Regions from separate parts of the Danio rerio genome. Here region 1 is linked to region 2. A link is a contact called in public Hi-C data. All regions are on one chromosome and are shown on one strand. The core of a region is the stretch at or near the end of the contact, and the rest is flanking DNA. Distances in the headings are between cores, read along the strand shown.

What was found. Hi-C and Micro-C count contacts between places; a contact is called where the count stands out from the background.
Region 1: a Hi-C map of embryo shows a contact between it and region 2, with 3 times the contacts expected there. The contact joins two enhancer-like sites. A contact is called at or near these places in 5 of 18 Hi-C or Micro-C datasets (caudal fin, embryo and fibroblasts).

What each region holds. Positions count from the first base shown.
Region 1 is chr21:41,725,368-41,731,825 of GRCz12tu, reverse strand. No RefSeq gene overlaps it. Among named protein-coding and RNA genes, the nearest start is that of pou4f4, 110 kb to the right of the region's middle. Within about 2 kb of position 2,890, at least 24 of the 62 cell types and tissues checked have an H3K27ac peak or open chromatin away from gene starts, as enhancers often do.
Region 2 is chr21:41,511,345-41,517,531 of GRCz12tu, reverse strand. No RefSeq gene overlaps it. Among named protein-coding and RNA genes, the nearest start is that of klf5l, 57 kb to the right of the region's middle. Within about 2 kb of position 1,856, at least 5 of the 62 cell types and tissues checked have an H3K27ac peak or open chromatin away from gene starts, as enhancers often do.

The DNA of each region.
Region 1 (6,458 bases), core at 1,641-4,140, 210 kb before region 2:
TGCTCCGGGTGCTCCGGTTTCCCCTACAGTTCAAAGATATGCGGTACAGGTGAATTGAGTAGGCTAAATTGTTCGTAGTGTATGTATGAGTGTGAATGAGTGTGTGTGGATGTTTCCCATAGATGGGTTGCTGCTGGAAGGGTATCCGCTGCGTAAAAACGTGCTGGATAAGTTAGCGGTTCATTCCACGGTGGCGACACCTGATGAATAAAGGGACTAAGCCGAAAAGAAAATGAATGAATGAACGACTGTTTTATTGTCATATGTTGCGTTTTCAGATATCTTAAATGCTCTATATTAGTCACAAAACAGAGAAACAACTACATAATAGGATTGTAACGGAGACCATAGTGAAGCGCTATGCAGGTAAACCTCACTCCTCTGACCTCTAACGGTGCTCTGAAACTTGCTGATTTTGTCGGTCGTGCAACAACCTGTTAGCCAGCATTCAATTTTGGGGATTTACACCTACCTAACTTTAAATAGGAACAGTTCCTGACTCCACTAATCTACAAACACAAATCAGCTATCATTGGAAAGAAGACACTTTTATCTGGTAAAAAAGGAAGTTACATGTTAAAAAAAAAAGAACTAGAAAAAAATATGACTTGAAAGCCAAGTGTCTCATGAGTTTATATTTCAAACTTGAAGATTAAAGATTTCTGTAAATAGTTTTGCGAGACTATACCGGTGTCCTTCTTTTCCTCACCGTCAGAGTTACTAAAAAACATTAGCTCAGGATATATAAATATTATATATTATATCCATAAATAAAATGCAAATCAACACATAGTAATATGTCTGCAGAACAGAAAAAATGACAAAATGATATAGTCATTAAAAAAAACTTGCTCTTATTATAGCTGTTATACTGCCATAGATATATACACTAGATATAGCATACAGACCATGAGCATGTGTCAATTAGATCAAATTTAACTCTTTATTAATTCTCTTCCATTGATAGAAGTGATGTAATAAAAAATTTTTTTGCAAACTGACCACTGGGAAAACTAACGATCATAGATATATGTTTATATTTGTATATATCTTAGGCTCCAGATGGCCAGTGCACTATAGCTATATTGACGCATTCCTTCCAATAGTCAGCAATAGTGTAGGCGACACCTAATGTAAATATCTTATGTTATACAGCAAGCTATTAATCCAGAGAAATATATCTCATTTTTCATTTACCTTTGACAAATTAAATTAAATAAAACCTTAAATAAGAAATGTATAAAAGCTGTATAGACATATAACTGTTTTTTTTTTATAATATAATACATAAAATATAATAAAACTTTAAAAACTGAAAACAGAAATAAAATGAAAACAAAAAATCAAACCCAATTTGAACCTTTAGTTACTCTGCGATAAAACAACAATGATGTATAATCGATGCTCTGTGATGTGATGAAATACACTTGAAATCGGCTTGAAATTAAATCGTGTGTCTACTGGAAATAATTATAGTATTTTTTTTAAGTATATTTCCTTCCTAAATCCCAAACTAATAAACAACTGGCAGACAAAAAAAAAAAAAAAAAAAAAAATCCTAGACCAAACATCTTTATTTAGGGTCAGAGTCTCTTTCAGGCTGACTATAAATTTGACAGTCAAATTCTAAAATCAGTTGTTTATACTTTAAGAAGTGATCTTTGGTTGAGTATAAGTAAAATAAAAACTGCTAACGTTGCTGTCCTATACTAAATGTGCTTTCTTTGCATTTTACGTAAAGTCTGAATAAAATGGATTGTAAAAATTCATTCATTCAATTATTCATTTTCTTGTCGGCTTAGTCCCTTTATTAATCCTGGAGTCACCACACCGGAACGAACCGGCAACATATCCAGCAAGTTTTTACACAGCGGATGCCCTTCCAGCCGCAACCCATCTCTGGGTAACATCTACACACACACTCATACACTACGGACAATTTAGCCTACCCAATTCACCTGTACCGCATGTCTTTAGAATGTGGGGGAAACCGGAGCACCCGGAGGAAACCCACGCGAAGGCAGGGAGAACATGCAAACTCCACACAGAAACGCCAACTGAGCCAAGGTTCAAACCAGCGACCCAGCGACCTTCTTGCTGTGAGGCGACACCACTACCTACTGCGCCACTGCCTCGCCATTGTAAAATTTATTTAGCATTTTAACAACACTCTCAGAAGTAAAACTAAATAGTAATAAAAAAAACACTGCCAGTTTAGTATCAAGTTTTTGTACCATAATTACAAGGACCATCTTAGATTATATACCATTTTAAACTACAGTACTAAAGCTTTCATTTTGTAACTTTGTTAAGCTGCAGTTACTTTTCAACATCAAAATGAAAGTATGCACTCCCAAAATGCAATTCAAAAGCCTAAATACAAAATAAAATAAAAAAACACTCATGAATCCTAACAATTTCTGTAAAAATACAACTTCCATGTCTCACAACTGTTCTTTTACAGTGCAGCCTAAAAGTGACTAGGTCTGTGGAGATATTTAATTTGACCAAATGTCATTAGCATTAGCGATGTCCATTGAATGATGCTAAATTGAAGGCATGTTGACTCTCATAAAGGCAAGAATCTGCAGAAGATTCTGTGATATATTTCTGTGCAGTCACTATACAATAGATCCTATAATCCACTGACTCAGAGGGCCACATTCATGTAGCTTTGGTTTCCTCTTCCCAATACCTTCTACCTCTCACCATTCAGGAAAAGTGAAGCCTGTTGCCAAGCGGAAAGAACGTCAGTGGCCGAAAAAGCCATCGGGAGGAACTTGGAAAGAACATGTTTGATGTCAGCGCCAGCGTATTTTTGGGCCCGTGCGGAACAAAGGGCCCGGTATATTTAGCGGCGGTCAGGAAGCAGGCTGAGAGAAGGGCCGGGGGGTTCAGCGGAGGCCTCGTCCACTTTCCCACACTTGCGGACCGGAAACAGGCGATGACAACTACTCCACCAAGAGGCCCCGGGTCGCCTGTTAGGGGAGCCATTGAGCTCAGAGGAAGGAAGAGGTTATACAGCCTTTCCTCCATCAACATCCTTGCTCTCTAAGAGTGACCTGCTCAAGAGCCTCCTCCACGACACACTGCTTTATGGCCAGTTTAACATGAACAGTATTGGATACAGAGCGAAATATTAATGAGTGTAAATGTAATCAAATTTACCAACTTTTATAGGACCACACAAATCTGCAAACACAAAAATCATTCAATCTATTTATTTACATGTAATTGTATGTATATATATATATATATATATATATATATATATATATATATATATATATATATATATATATATATATATATATATATATATATGGTCACACTTTACAATAAGGTTAATTAGTTAATGTTAAATAATGCATTTACTAACATGAACAAACATTGAACAATACATTTACTACTGTATTTATTAATGTTAATAAACGTTAGTTAATGAAAATACAGTAGTTCATCGTTAGTTCATGTTAACTCATGGTGCATTAACTAATATTAACAAGCATGGACTTGAATGTTAATAATGCATTAGTAAATGTTCAATTATGATTAATAAATGCTGTACATGTGTTGTTCATGATTAGTTCGTGTTAGTAAATGCGTTAACTAATGAACCTTATTGTAAAGTGTTACCATATATATATATATATATATATATATATATATATATATATATATATATATATATATATATATATATATATATATATATATATATATATATATATTCATTTTTTTAAATGAATTATTTTGTTATTGAAAAGTAAAGTAACGTTTATATACAGTTAAAGTCAGACTTATTAGCCCCCCTTTGGATTTTGTATTCTATTTTAAATATTTCCCAAATTCTGTGTAACAGAGCAAGGATATTTTCACAGTATGTCTGATAATATTTTTTTTGTCTGAAGAAAGTCTCATTTGTTTTTTTCAGCTAGAATAAAAGCAATTTCTTAATATTTTAAAAGCCATTTTAAGGTCAAAATTTTAAGCACCTTTAAGCTATATATTTTTTCAATAGTTTACAGAACAAACCATTGTTATACAATAACTTGCCTAATCACCCTAACCTGCCTAGTTAACCTAGATAAACCTTTAAATGTCACTTTAAGCTGTGTAGAAGTGTCTTGAAAAATATGTAGAAAAATATTATCTACTGTCATCATGGAAAAGACAAAATAAATCAGTTATTAGAAATGAGTTATTAAAACTATTATGATTAGAAATGTGTTTAGAAAAAAATCTTCTCTCCGTTAAACAGAAATTGGAGAAAAAAATAAACAGGTGGGCTAATAATCCAGGGGGCTAATAATTCTGACTTCAACTGTATATATATATATATATATATATATATATATATATATATATATATATATATATATATATATATATATATATATATATATATATATATATATATATATACTGTCACTGTCATTGTATATCTGTATATCTATGTATCAGCTATAGTTTTTTTTTTTACCAAACAAGTGGTTCCAACTGCATTTTAAAAATATTCTTTCTGCCTTAATTATTTTAGTTAAACCAAATGATCTTTTCTTGTCATGTCAACTACAAAATCTGACTAAAAATAGTATTAAGCTTAACTTTGTATAAAAATCAGTTTGAAAGCAACATAAAAATATTTGTTGTCTTGAACTTTTGTCATTACATTTTTGACAGTGTGGACTTTGATTGTAAACTGTAATAACAATTATTATTTTTTATTTATTGTGACAGGTTTTCAGATCCTGTTCACTTGCAAAACCCATTCCACATAAATCCACAGATTAAAAAAAAAAAATCTGTCTAGAAATAGCAAAAAGGTCTGCAGATTCTGTCAGGCCCATTTAGCTAGTTTTTACTCTTTATTTAGCTTTCAATTCAAACTCTTATTGGATGTTGTTACTTATTTCTGGAAAGCCGTGCCTTTTTAATAAATACTAGTTATTATTCGTTAGATCTTTCTAGTTACATTTTATTCGTCTTATGTTATAACTACTCAGAATAATCACATTATAAATTAAAAATTTTAATCTTACTGGTAAATTGCCAAAAAAAAAAAAAAGGATTAAAGCTAATTGGTTAGTATAGGAATCTATTTGATAGGTAAGGTCCCTATTAATTAGAGCTAGTATCTAATAAGTAAATATTAAATATTAACGTGTAATTAAATTAAAATAGTAGTTGTTTAAACTCACAGAATTCACAAGAATCTAAGAAATATTAGCATCTAATGATTTTAGGTACTATCTTTAAAACGTTGTAGACCTATCTAATGAATACTGTAACAACCAGTAAATAAAAAATATTTACTAATCAAAACTTAAATATCTATCACACAAAACTAAGTCTATCATGGCAATGGGCAATGACAAAACATTTAAATAATCACTAGTCAATACTGAACAAAAAGTCATTTAATGAAGATGTACTAGAATGTAATAAATAAGTAGGCCTATATAGTATGTAAAACAATAAGTAGCCCTAGTACCATAATGAGAAGTCAGTAGCAAATAAATTTACTGAAAAATTCATGTGTTTATTTATTCACAATGACAGATATTCATAGAAGTCAATTGCAAAAATGTTTCATGTCTTACTAAGCTGTTTTGAAATACTTTTAAAATAATCAGTTTGTATCTAATCCCTGCTGGGGAAAAAAACAACTTAAACCAGTCTAAGCTGGTTAGCTGGTTTTAGCTGGTTGACCAGCTTGGTTTAAGAGGGATTTTGGTCATATTCAGCCTGGTCTTAGCTGGTCAGATTGGAAAATGACCAGCTAAAACCAGTTAAGTTTGGTGGGGCTTCCAGCCTGGCTATAGGTTTGTCCAGCTGGTTTAAGCTGGTCATCCAACCATCTAAGGCTGGTTTAAGCTTTTTTTCCACCAGCAGGGATGAAAAAGCATTACTTATAGGATTTATTTTAATAGCATTAGAAGATAAATAAACAGTAGAACTTTCCTGGAAAGATACTAGTATATTAACAATATAAATAATAAAGAAAGTATTTCTCCTCGTCATTTGGGTTACATCTGTGCCTGTCTCCATCTGCACATAGCCTGTGTTGTTTGACCCTGGCGTGGACTCAAGCTTGGCATGCTTTAGTGGCATGCTTATCCTAGACGCATTTCCTCCTCAGGAAACACAGTATTAGATTGCACTTTTATTTATTTACTTCATTCACACAGCTTGATTGCTCCATGCTCAGGGGATGATAAAGTTTGCTAAAGCATTTCCCTTGTTCTTGTTGATTAAACAGACCTTTGCCATTGCTGATTTGTTTATCTAATACATACAACAATTAATCGTACTTGATCTAGAATAAAGCCTGAAGTAATTGTGATGAAATATAGCCTAAGTCCATTAGCTTGCGCATTTTATTTTACAGAATTAGCACTTACTGTGTTATTTAAGTATGTACTGAAATATAAGTTAACTATCGGGGTTAGGGTAGG
Region 2 (6,187 bases), core at 607-3,106:
AACTGTCTTATTTTTAATAGATAGCAAGGAAAAATGCAATTAAATGCAGTGTGTCTCGTCCAGTCTAAGACAAATTAATATCGAATATCTGAAAGGCAGTGAAGAAAACTTCTTTTTAAAGAAAACATATCTTAAACGTGGCAATTTTGTAACGGAGAGACAGTTCACCGGAAGCCATCGGGCTGGCTGGCTGAAAATTAAAAGTCTGTGTGCATACCTCATTCGTATACCAAATACTAAAAGAAAACAATTAGAATTAACATATAAATTTCTTTTCATATTATAGATGTATATAGAATTTTTCGCTATTGTAAAGATTAATAAAACAAAATAATGTGAAAGAAAACAAACACAGTGGTATAAACCGCCACAGATGACTGTGAAAAAGTCACATTAAAATCTCAAGCATAGGCCTTTTGTTATTTTTTTTGAAGCATGAAATAAAGCAGAACAGCGCATGGACCTCTAACTCAGTTTTTCTCTGTGGATATAGTTTATTATGTATAGCACAACGTTATTATTTATCTCAAATGATTTGTTTCAGTAGTTTTTAATAGACCTTTTTCATTATTAATACATTTTGCAACTCACCCCATAAGCTGACTATGTACAATGCCAAAATAAGTGTAAAACTGTCTCCTCATATTCGTTACAAAAATACAATTTACATCAATCCCACTTTTAAATTTTTGCAAACAATGTTTTGCTGGATAAAACCTGTGGATGAGTTTATAGGATATTTCTTTAATTCTATTTCTAACATGATATTTCTGTGGTAACAGCCACACTTTTCTTCAATTCACCCTTTAATAAAGACATATAATAAAATTGAATATAAGGTACAGTAATGATTTCTTTTTGGAAAAGAGTATGAATAGCTCTATCATTACTCTTGGTATTTAGTAAAACAAAATTTGCCGACATAAGATTTAGTAATATCAAAAGATGAAGCATCAGAAGGATGGTCTTATTAATACCTCTAAATAACATAAATGAATAACATCTCTGCAGGAATTGAACCAATAACAGTTGAAAACTTGCTGGGTTTTGTAATATTTTGATTTTGTAATAAAGGACTTCATTGTAAGAAAAGTTTACCATCTTTATTATATAACTGACTAAACAAATAATTTTACTGTCAAACCAATTAAAAAAAAGAGATTTGCATTTGTATGAACTGTCTATTATTCCAAAATAACAACAATGTAGGGATAAATCATGCTTATAGATTAATGACCATGATGAGCACTTGTTTGTGGAAGGCAGATAGTTTAACTGGAGTTTTGTCTATATTATAATTACTCATCAAAATAAACCATAGACCACCAGTCTTTAATGAAACATGATAATCTCCGCTTTGAAGTGCATACAGCATAAGAATGTACTCCCGCATATAACTTGAAACGGCATTCAACCCCCTTTAATATTGTCATCCATGATTTTCCCTGTCCTTCGTCTTTCGGGAGATCGTGGTCATTAAAGTAAGAGTGTCGTTTTTGAGTTGGAGCAGCTGGGAACGCAGCAATCACAACGATGAGATGACCCTGCCATTCTTTCTTGCTCCGTCGCATTGAAACCGGATGTTGTGGTACACTGCTTCGCTTACCGGAACCAGGAAGTGTGAAAAAGGCCTATTGAAGTCAATCCAACCGGAAGTGCATCCCATAACTTAAAACGCAGTAGTCACGTTTGGGAAAAGATAAAGCAAACACAGTTCAAACTCATCCAAATTTATACAAATTTTCTTGGCTTACCTCTCATTTAAATCACGATTTCAAGGAGCAGGGCAAAGCAGCAGCGTGACGTAATCTGTGTTTGTTTACATGTTTGTGTGTGTTTGTGTGTGCGCGTGTCTGTGTGTGGTGAAGAGGGTCTTCATTAAGCAGCTCGGCATAATGTTGACAATCTGTAATGTGATCAGAGTATCTCAGTGGGACTGCGTGAGTGATCTTAATGAAGAGAACATCAGGTGCTAATTAGCTCACATTTAATGTCACTAATATAAAAATGGCTGTTTGCCAAACGTCTTTGACAAACAAGAGGCAACTTTGTGCTTTCGTCCAAATCAGTGGATTCTGGTGAACTACTGCCACCTGGTGGATTTCTGCTGGTAATGCAATAACAGTTTTCAGCTTGTTAGATAAAAGCAATACTATATATATATCATTGCAACATATAATAATCTCTTAACCTTTCCGCAATTAAAACATTGGCATTCTTTTGGTCTAGACCAAAATAAAAAAAAAATAAAAAAAACAGCCATGAATTTGATTATATTAATTTTAGCTAAAATTAATATAATCAAATTCATGGCTGTTTTTTTTTTTTTTTTTTTTTTTTTTTTTTGCTATTTTATGCAAATGGCAGTAAATGGCTTTTTATTTTAAACAAATGCATAAGATCTGCATATTTCTATCATTTCTAAAGGATTGTGTGCACTGCTAAAACCACCATTACAGTTCAGTCAATTACATTTTGAAATACATTCAAATAGTTATTACAAATATAAATTTATCCAGCTTTAACAATGTTTATAAAATCTTACCAGCCCCAGTATTTCGAATGGTAGTGTATGATGAAATCAGATATAATATCCGGGAAAACTGAAGCCAGGCCTGTGCTGCATTTGTTATTGCATTATTAGATATCATGAAGTAATAATGAGCAAGCTTTATTACAGCATTTAATGTGGTTAATGTATTTCCTGTATATGCAGTTGGAATTTTTTTTAAATAAACATAATTTATGACCCAAGATGAAATAGCATTGAACGGTTTATTAATTCAAATGAATTAGATTAATAAATAATGAGCAGCTATTTATTGTTTGCTCATAATAAATTAACTAATGTTAATCAATTAAACGTTAAAACAAATTGTGGAAATGGCTGATAAAGCTATCAAATAAAAAAATATTTCTAGAAAATGCAGGCTGATGTGATTTTTTTTTTTTTTTAAATATTCAGTATATAGGAAACTACAAAGGAGTGAACTTAATAGATTCAAAGTATTAAGCAAATAGTTATAATTATATGAAGTAATCAATTCTAGATTTAAGAAGTACATTTGTGTTTTCTAAATAAACCTATGTTTTTGACAAAACCCCTGTTTTTGACAAAACTAGATAAACTACCTTGTAGGTATTCAATAACAAAGATATTTTCATTTTGTTTTTCTTGTTGTTTAACCACAAAGTAACTTAATACAGAAAAAAATAACATAAAAAAATGAACAATAAAAATACATAAATTAAATACTTAAATTAAAATAAATCAAATAAGGAAATAAAATGAATAAATAAAACTTATGGGGGAGGGGATGTTGGGGAGATTCATGGGTGTAGACGTGCACTATTTTCTATATGATTATAAAAAGGGTGTCATGTTTTGTGAAGTGTTCCGGTTGATCCTCTGGGAAAATGTTAAAACTAAATCTTTAAAGAATAATTTAAGAAAATTAAAGGTTTTAAATAACAACACAAATTACATTTACTTACCTCTAAAATTATCAAAATATTAACCCACTCTGTCTATTTTTGCAATTAGTCTCATGCCTTTTAAATTTTTGTGTTACTGTAACATATTTTACAACAACAGGTTTTAACAATATTAAGTTACACAAAGTTTAACTTAACAGTTACATTGATATGTGTAGGTTGAGATAACCAGAAATTTTATTTGATTCAACTAAGAAAAAATAGTCCAGCAAGATTTTTTTAATAGTGTAATTTTAGCATTAAAGAAAAACGATCCCTAAGTTCTGGTCAACTTTGATTCAATGGGTATAAATATGCAGAACAGTCTGTAAAGCACTGGGTATAAATATGCAGAACAATCTGTAAAGCACTGATAAAAAATAGAATGTGACTTGCTTCAAGTGATGTCACAAAGACATTAAGGCATGTCATTATTCTTCCCTCATTAATTTGTACAAAATTAGGATACACCGATAGTGGATGTAATATCAACTCGATTACTGTTATATTTAAAAACAATAATATGATGAAAATACAAAAAATCATGTGTGATGGCTCGTGAAAAGAGTTAAATATGGATTAAACCTCAATATAGATTGATCTGTTTTGATCTCTTTATGAAGCATCAATGTTTTGGATGAATAGACTTTAATTTAGGAGCAGAATCTCTTGGATTTTATTTTCATCGCATTCCAAAATACACTAATTTATTAAAGGTTTAAAACAACACAAGATAAATAAAGGATGACAGAATTTTAATTTTGGTCTGAATTAACCCTGTAATTCCTCAGTCGTTTTTTCCCCACAGACAGTGATATCAGATGACGGGTTTCCTCAGACCCCCTGCTCTGTTCACCTGAACCCCACGGGGCTGAATATATAGAGAGGGAGAGGTGTGACGGGTGTCCGTCGGGTCATTGGATCTTTAGATAATCAGTGTGGGCTAATGACCCCTCCAGAGAGAATGTGTCTAATCCATTGAGCCTTGGGGAGCATTTCTGCCTCCCCCCTCATTTCACACACAACACCGCTGAATACTGAATCCACAGTCCTGAAAATCTATCACCATGTCTATACTGCATGACAGGACTGTGGTCTGCAGCTCTTGAAAAAAACTGTGAAACATATAGCATGCTAACATTACTGTACCAAAACCAGTAACGGACAAATGACAAAAATCATGCATTTAAGTAAAAGTGCTCATACTTTAATAATAAATATTTCTGTTTTAAAAGTATAAAGCCCTACTTTTCAGTTTAACTGCATACTAGAGTGCATACACACATGCACACTGTTGAAACAAAGCTTTAATTCTCTGAACAATATAAAATGTAGAATAAAATTTGTATCTGAATTGATTAAAGGATTAAGCCCAGGTTTAACCGTCAAGACTTAATCAATCAATTTGTGCCCAAACTTTTCTAAATGGTTTCATGTTAATTAATTTGTGTTGGTACATGTGAAACACAATGTACGTTTTTGTTTTTTAAATAATATATTATTTTTACAAGAAAATAATGTATACAATTTTTCTTGACGATTTTAGAAATAATTTGATGTATTGTGAAACAGTTTATTAATTTTTATATTTATAAAAGTCTGTTTCAAAAGATACTGATAAATGGGTTTATAGTGCAGTTTTACCATGATTTATTTCATTTTCTTGTCGGCTTAGTCCCTTTATTAATCCAGGGTCGCAACAGCAGAATAACCACCAACTTATCCAGCAAGTTTTTACTCAGCGGATGCCCTTCCAGCCGCAATCCATCTCTGGGAAACATCCACACACACACACACACACAGGACGGACAATTTAGCCTACCCAATTCACCTGTACCGCATGTCTTTGGACTGTGGGGGAAACCGGAGCACCCGGAGGCAGGGAGAACATGCAAACTCCACACAGAAACGCCAACTGAGCCAAGGTTCGAACCAGCGACCCAGCAACCTTCTTGCTGTGAGGCGTCAGCACAACCGACTGCGCCACTGCCTCGCTCTATTTTTACCATGATATTTCTTACAATCAAAAGATATTATCTGATATTTTTCATTTAAATGTTTAAAATTAATTGTTATTCATTTTAGATTTAAATTGTAAATTACACAACATTTTACATAAAACATGTCAGAGTTTTCAGAAGCATTCGTATGTGTTTAAAGGTAATTCACCTAAAACTGAAAATTCTGTCATCATTTCCTCATCTTTTACTTGTCACAAACCCGTTTGAGTTTCTTTTTTCTGTTGAACACAAAAGAAGATATTTGAAAGATGTTAAGCACTGATCAACAATAAACATTGAGTTCCATTGAAGAATAAAAGATTTTAATGAAGTCCAACATTTTTCTAAATATATATATATATATATATATATATATATATATATATATATATATATATATATATATATATATATATATAAAAAAAATATATATATATATATATATATATAGATTTTAAAGTTAAATAAAGAAACTCATAAGGTTTGGAATTAACAGAATTTACATTTTGGAGAGAACAATACCTTTATAAACAAAATAAGCTGCAAAGTAGACCAGACTTGATGCCAAATGCCTTGCTATGTGAAAATAAATTAAGCTCTTTTGTGGGTTAGACACACTTTCTCATTCTTCACTTCAGACTGATGCAGTGGATATATTGAAAGAGACAGCAGATTTTTCTGAATTAGCTGACTAACACGCTGGAACACTAGCT